2 separate regions of the Mus musculus genome follow, and region 2 is linked to region 1. The links are chromatin contacts, called in public Hi-C maps. All regions are on one chromosome and are shown on one strand. The core of a region is the stretch at or near the end of the contact, and the rest is flanking DNA. Distances in the headings are between cores, read along the strand shown.

What was found. A called contact is a pair of places that touch in the nucleus more often than the background predicts.
Region 2: a Hi-C map of liver shows a contact between it and region 1, with 3 times the contacts expected there. The contact joins two enhancer-like sites. A contact is called at or near these places in 2 of 484 Hi-C or Micro-C datasets (liver and muscle stem cells) and 3 of 115 datasets of contacts at active chromatin or transcription factors (bone marrow-derived dendritic cells, large pre-B cells and regulatory T cells).

Annotation. Positions count from the first base shown.
Region 1 is chr10:96,360,452-96,364,564 of GRCm38.p6, reverse strand. It overlaps Gm33782 (a long non-coding RNA gene), which reads right to left. Exons shown (of 4, transcript XR_871978.2): 4 at 2,038-2,552. Among named protein-coding and RNA genes, the nearest start is that of Gm33782, 53 kb to the right of the region's middle. Within about 2 kb of position 2,579, at least 10 of the 459 cell types and tissues checked have an H3K27ac peak or open chromatin away from gene starts, as enhancers often do. A contact at or near this core is called in liver, where this site is marked.
Region 2 is chr10:96,922,390-96,926,061 of GRCm38.p6, reverse strand. No RefSeq gene overlaps it. Among named protein-coding and RNA genes, the nearest start is that of Gm46240, 23 kb to the right of the region's middle. Within about 2 kb of position 1,796, at least 26 of the 459 cell types and tissues checked have an H3K27ac peak or open chromatin away from gene starts, as enhancers often do. A contact at or near this core is called in liver, where this site is marked.

The DNA.
Region 1 (4,113 bases), core at 1,330-3,829:
GGGGACCTGCCAAACTCTGAAATGTCACCAAAACTGAAGTGGCAATAATTGTTAGCAGGTTATGTGTGTGTGTGTGTGTGTGTGTGTGCACAGCTACCCCTAGGCCACCTGATTTGAAAGTATGAAAGTGAGGATGTTGTAGGCGCTCCTCAGCAACACATCCGCTGGGAATTAAGTAAGCTATGTCATCGGAAGAATTTTGCATCCAAACCAGTAACTCTTCGTGGCTGAAACCCCTGCTGTCTTAGTATTTGATGGCCAACTAAGAAACGTGGATGAGAGTGAGCTATTTTAGCATGTCTGGGTGGCTAACACTAGAAGTTCCTAATTTTTTTTTTTAATTATTTTGATGTTTCTAATCCAGTTTTAACTTTTCTTTTTACTAATTCCTCACTTATGGGTTGGGCCCATCCAATACTGAATTTTGATTCTATCTCCTAGATACATGTTTACTGAGTCAATTTTGCACCACATCCCATCAACCATGAACTAGAGACCAACTTATAACAAAACAGGAAGTCCCCGTCGCCAGATCCAACAAGTTAGTGAGAACATGAGTTTCTAATCAAACTCCCACTTCTCTTGCCTCATTGTTTTCCCTGCTAGGGAAATTAAGAGATGACGACTGTGGGACAAATAAGTTATTATGGGATAAATTTTATTACACTCATTCGTGGGTAATAGAATGTGTTTCCATTTCACCTGGTTGGCCTTTTTAGTGCATTATTTAATTTGGCCTTAAAACTTTTAAACACCATTCTCCAGGTTTGGATCTTATAAATGATTTTATAGCACTGCCATGGTTCCTCGCAATTGTTTATGATGTATAGCAAAGCTATGATTTAATGTCTTTCGATGAACTATAATTAAGCAAAGACTGCTTAGGACAAGGGCAAACACGCATCGTACAAGTCCCGGGTTAATTGCACTGTGTCTCACCCCATCCCAAGCCTAAGAGAGAGGTGCTCATCTCTCAGGACCAAGGGCCCAACATTTCCCAAGTCAACACACTTCTCACGTTTTCTTCCCACCTAGAAATAGGTGGCGATCGTTAAGTTTTCGTGAGAATGAAACATCTGCGATCTGTCAGCTTCACAGTCCCCATCAGAGCCCTTAGAGTCTTCTCACACTGCGCCGAATGGTAGCTCCAGGAACGTCATTCCTATACTGATTCAGTTTCTAAAATAAAAGTGAATTACAGGGAGCAGGAAGAAGCATTCGCCAAGAATGGCTACCTAAATACAAAAGACAGCATATCCTCTCACGAGCATGCTCCCGAAACTTGAGGAGATGCAGAAAATATCAGAGTGAGCCACACCTTGATGCTTAATTTTCCATGATGGATCTAAGAGACTTTTAGAAAGCCAGAACTGAAATAAGCCAAGTGCCCTTACCAGTTGCAGACAGGAAACATTTCCTCCCCGTAATAATGAGACAATTTCTCCCACATAGCCCTCTGAGGTTCTCTTTCTCTGGAAAAGCTCCACTGTATACACACCATTATACGCAGTTCATAGGAAGGATGGATTTGTGTAGATTTGCGCATATACACACATATTTATACACATACACATACATGCACACATAAACACACCCAATCACTCATATTCACACATACACACAGACACACACATATAAACACATATATACACACATAAACACACATACATAAAGACAATACACGCATATATAAACATGCGCATACACACATAAGCACACACACAGTCACTCATATACACACATACACACAGAGTCACACACACACACACACACACACACACACTATAAGAATACAAATGAGTGTGGGGCTCCTGGATAGGAAAGAATGGGGTAGCAGAAAAAGGGAATAAAAATCACCCACCAGCAAATCAAAATCTATGAAAGACTGAGAATTTCCTTAAATACTAAAATCACATGCATTTAAGGAAAAATGACCAAATAGTTAGATTCCTCTACTCTTGGCAGCTAAACATTCACCACCATGGCCCAACCACCTTAGATGGTGAACAGCAGAGACCACCAGAAAAGCACCTGAAATTGAAAACAAAAACCAATTTACATTTTATTTAAGCAAAGCAAACAGATGGGCCTGTTAATAGCATCCAAGTCGGTGTCACACAGGGAAAACAAATCTGGAACCCAAGTCAAATAAGTTGGAAATCAAAAGCAACCCAATTAAAAGAAGCAAACACAGGCAGCTGTGGCCCTTGCCTCCCCTGACCTGTGTAACGATAGAACGTTCTTCTCACACCAGGACAGTGGCATAGTCAGCACATCAGAGACTGCTGTTCCCATGTTTTCTCTGCCTGTTAGAGAATAAAGAGGCAGAAAAAGGGCCAGCAGGAAGCAGTGGAGAAATCTTGAACACGGCAAACAGAGAAGGAATCAGAAGTTGAAGAAAGACTTTCACTGGGGTAGGAAAACCTCACATACTGCAGAACACACAGCAGAAAAAGTGCCCACCCCGAAGCAGAGAGGGGACTGTCCAAATTTTCCATCTTCTCTCATGGGCTGGGGAGAGTCTTCCTTCCTTCATTTAACAATTGATCAGTCTGAAAAAAAAAAAGCAGAATGGCTGGTTGGCCTTTAACTGCTCTGTAAACAAGTCCTGATGTGACCTAGAACTCGGTGAAACAGTCCATCAGTAGGGCCAGCCTTTTATCTTAGGTCAGGAGGGTGAGGAAGAAGCTACCACCTTAGAAATTTACTATCTTTATCATGTAGGCATGACTCTTCTCCCCATTTGCCTGTCTGCCAGAGAGTCTGTCTACATGGTTACCTCCCAGGTGGCACCAATTCATGAACCACACATTCCAGGATGTAGGTTCTTAACCTAAAGTTTCCTTCAGGTGTGCCACAGAAATTTTAAAAGGAAAACAAGATCTTTACTTGCATCTGTCTTCTTGAATTTGGTTTGAACCATGGGAAATTGGAGGAGAGATAGGTAAGGCTGAGTCCATATAGATGCATCCAAATAATTGAGGCGTATGTGTTGGGATTATGATGTTAGGCTTCAAAGATGTAGAGTTAGACACAAACGCAAGCGTCCCATTTGGTGAGTGAAGCAAAGACAGCTGTTTGTCAGCCTTGCTGACACGAAGACTTATTTTGATGTCCCAAGCAGTCACTGCATACTGAACATAAGACATCTGCTATGGTTCCCTTTAGCTCATGGTGTTTTTCATCTGTAATCTAATGTGCACCAAGGTGTATGTGTGTGATCATGTTCATATGTGTGTGTGTGTGTGTGTGTGTGTGTGTGTGTGTGTGTATGTGGGTGGGTGGGGGTGGGGGCTGGGGGGCTGGGGTGGGGTGCAGATTGGTGGATGGGTGAATGAGGGTCTGTGGGATCCATACTTAGTGTGTAGAGGTCAGAGGACAACCTTGGATGTCAGTCCTCATCTCTGCCTTGTTTGAGATCGAGTGTCTTGTTCACCACTGATTATGCAGATACATCACCGCATCTGGCTTTTGCATGAGGTCTGGGGATCTGAACTCTAGTCCTCATACCTACCCAGCAAACACTTAATTCACTGAGCCATGCCTTCAGGCCCTGTTGAATGGCTCCTAATCAACAGCCTTTCGATATAATTTATTCACAGGTATAGGTACAACATTAGGACTGTTATTATGAGTACTGGTCTCCCATACACTGCATCTTTTTCTTCATGTCTCCTGACAAGCTTTTGCTATATTTCCTTTCATTTTACTCTTCCCATAAAGTCTGCCCAAGTATTTTTGTTCTCTATGGCACTGTTTTGATATATACAAATATTACCATAATACTGTCTCTCTCCTGTTATAGTTTGGGAGTCTGAAAAAAAAACTGTCTCCATCCAAGAAAAAATATCACCCTCTCTTCTCATCTGAGGCAAAATGTCACCTACCCTCACATTTTCTACTCTCTGGAACTAAGGCCCAAGGAACTTACTACCTCAGCATATTGGTTGAGGTTCAAATTCAAGCTAAAAGTAAACAAACAAATTCTTATTTGTTTATTTTGACACAGGGACTCATGACTGTATATCCTGGCTGACTTCAAACTCACTATGTAGACCAGGCTGACCCTGAGTTTTCAGCAATCGATATTCCTGCCTCTAACTCCAAATCACA
Region 2 (3,672 bases), core at 547-3,046, 560 kb before region 1:
AAACAACATATAAATGTCTATTGCTTCACTCTCTGGCTTAGGCCCAAGTAGCTGTTGAATGCATCCAGGGACCAGTTGCTGAGAGCTGGTGCTTCTCATAACAGGCTGGGCCCTTCCTTATAAGTCAACAGCTGGGAAAATGTCCACCACAGACATGCTCACAGGCCAGTCTGATCACGGCAAAGTTTCGATTGAAAATTCCCCTTCTCTGGGGAATCCAGGTTGTGTGTAGTTGACAGAAAACAAACAAACAAACAAAAAAACAACTAACCAGGACCAGGACATAAGGAAACATTACTGAGACCCAATGACAACACAATGACACAAAATTTATTACATGCTCATCCCATGATGCTACCTGTATCTATCATGGGTATTATATTGACCTATGTGAACCTGTTGAATTGTGCATGTTTGGCATTTTTCTTTTTCGATTTTACATGTATTCGAATGGGAAAGATAGAGGAAAGCCTCAGATATTACACCTCAGAAGCTGTCTACTTTATGAGACAGTCTCTCACTGACCGGGGACTGACTGACTAGGTTAGGTAGACTAGCTTATGAGGCACAGGCATCTGCCTGTCTCCACCGCTCTGGGCTTCTTCATATGGATTCTTCTTAGGTCTCTATGTTTGTACTGTAGGCAACTTACCCACTGAGCCATCTCCCCAGCTCTTTGCAGACTTCTTAAGAGATTTCATTTTCTTTCCTTTCCATGGCTAACAGAGAGCCCAACTCAAAACTCTCTGATTTGTGTTCATAAATAATTACGAATGAATTACGGTGCATCAACCTTTCTTGGATAGTCAACAAGTACCAATTCCTTCACATTACCACCACTTTACATGTTAAAATTTCAATGTAATTCCTGCCCTTGTGTCATGCTTTCAAATGACTGATGTGGAGCTGGCATAGTGATTGATCTCAGTCTTTTGTCATAAGAATAACAGCTTCCAGGGCAAGAGAAAAAAAATTTCAAACTTGTTCTTCCAGTGGGGAGTGGTGAAGTAAAGGGCAGAGTTAATGCCAGCAAAGGTCCCGTCGTGTTTGGCATGCCCGATGTTTGCTGTACTTTCTGTCCTGTGTGCTGGAGCTTCTGTTTAACTGAGCTGAGGATTAAAGTATTGAACAAGCAAAGAATTGCTCAACTTTCCTGAGTGGGTGTGTCTCATTCAGTATTTGACAGAAAACCTGTCATTTGAGTATGATATATATTTGCTGGGGTAAACCTGGATAGCTCAGGCTCAAAGGTCTTTTCTGCTCACCTGCAGTGGTAAACCCAATGTCTGCCTTACCTTCAGGCACCGAAGCCTGAAACACATTAAATTTCCATCTCCCCCCACCCCCACCCCCGGCCATTTGGATTTGAACAGTCTCTAAAACAGTCCAGTAAACAAGCAGACAAGACTCCACTTGAGTCTGCTTTATAACCTAAAGCTAAAGCGTTTGTGGAATCACAGACCAGGCTGGGGCATGTCAACTCTGCATTGAAAATCAAAGAATTGCAATTTAAAGGTAGAGGGGCAGGGTGGGGCGGGGCAGGGCTGAGCTGTTAAATCAAAATGGATACAGCTGGGTTTGCTTTTCAACATGTCTAGATGTGAGAAGGAGGTCAGAAAAGAGATGGGTGTGCTCTGCAGTTGATCTGTGACAGAGCAGTATGGCAACAGGCCTATGTAAATTAAACAACTTAGCCAATATGGAAAACACATTTTCAGCAAGTAAATAATGCCATTTAAGGGGTCTGATTGCTAAAGCAGCCTCATTGCTTAATGGGAGGACAGTCATTCATTCAACAAATATTTACTGCCTAGCTCTGAGAGACTGGCAAGGCTGAACATTGGTAAGCAATCACTTCTGCCCTGAAGTTTGAATGTTTTTTTTGTGATGAGATTTTAAAATATTATGGAGATTTTGTTTTTCTTTCTTTGAGATAGGGCCTTACATTTCCCATCCTGGCATCAAACTCAAGCTTGTTTTTAAGCAGAAGATGATCTCGAATCTCAGCATTCCCTGCCCACTTACCCACTTCTGAGTCTGGAGACATCAGGCAGTGTCCTGAGACACATCTGGTTTATGAGATCCTGGGCATCCAACCTATGTGCCGAGGAAGCAACTGAGCAATATCTTCTGCATGAAATAGGTCATTTTCAGAAAATCAATCAATTTGTATGAAAGACCCAAAGATAGGAAAACTGCTTTTCTGTCAACACAGATGTTTGAGCAAAGCATATAAACATATTCCTAGTCTAACCTGTATCTGCGGGAATCACTCCATCCCAATACATCTGTATACAAGGATATATATGGAAGATAACACTTTTGGAGCCTCAGTTGAATGTGCTGAGTTTTGTCAGTGATCAAAGGAGACCACACTGTCTGAATTATATTCATGAAGAACACAACTACTTTATGGAAATAGGGTTTCAGGCTTCAAGTCTTAAATTTTAAACTGTTTGAATCAAGATGTATAAAGTTATGTGAAGTAAATGACAGACACCCCCCCCCCAATTTAGGCAGCTATGGATGCCATCAAAATGGCAGAATGTAGAATGCAGTAACTGCATTCTAACAGGATGAAAACAGGAGAAAAATCATCATGGAGGTGTGGCATAAAGTCACCAGAGACAAAGTGACCATCATGGACAAGGTCCAAGCTTAACAGGATGGAAGTTGGTGGACACATTAGCAGACCCCACTCCTTTGGGCGGAGAGATTCATACATTATATTACTGAAATGTCAACTGTCACCCATGAGAAGGAATATTTCTGTCTATCCTTTTCAGTTAGTATAGACTTAAGAGTTGTCTACCATATCACTCTATACTGTGTCAATGAGCATCAATCGTTGGCAGTAGACTACAAACTCTCCATACAAAATTATTTGTTCAAGTTCTCGTTTTCATAGATCATGAGCATGCACAGATTCCATGCACCTTCTGTCACACTTACTTTAATTAATTATGCATCCATTTTTTTCACGAGTATTTATGAGGCCAGTTCCGTGCCAATTATTTGGTGATGTCACTGGTAACATTTTGCAAAGATCTGGGTTCCTTCCCATCGTGGTTTGAATATAGTTGTCCCTGGGGATGGCACTATAAGGAGGTGTGGCCTTGTTAGAAGAAGAGTGTCTCTGTACAGGGTGGGCTTTGAGACTGTCCTCCTAACTGCCTGGAAGACAGTCGTCTTCTGGATGCAGATGGATCAAGATGTAGAACTCTCGGCTCCTCCAGCACCAAGCTTGCCTGGATGCTGCCATGCTTCTAGCCTTCATGATAAAGCACTGAACCTCTGAACCTGTAAGCCAGCCCCAATTAAATGTTGTCCTTTATAATAGTCGCTTTGGTCATGGAGTCTCTTCACAGGAATAGAAACCCTAAGACACTCCTCAATTTGTCTTCCTATAAGTTTGATGTCATCCTGCCTTTTTATTTTTATTCCCTTGGGTTTATGGACTTTCCAAGATGTTGAAATCCCACCTGGGGTTATTCTGAGATGAAATCCTGGGGAGATAATTCCTATTCATTGTGATCATGAATGGAGGGTGAATAGAAGTCGGTGCCCTAAGAGGATCGTGGGAGAGCTTGCCTACCCTTTGAGCTCGTACCCATGTGTGAACACAGAAAGAAGCCACCCATCTGACACAGAGGAGGGCCTGCACTGGAGGCC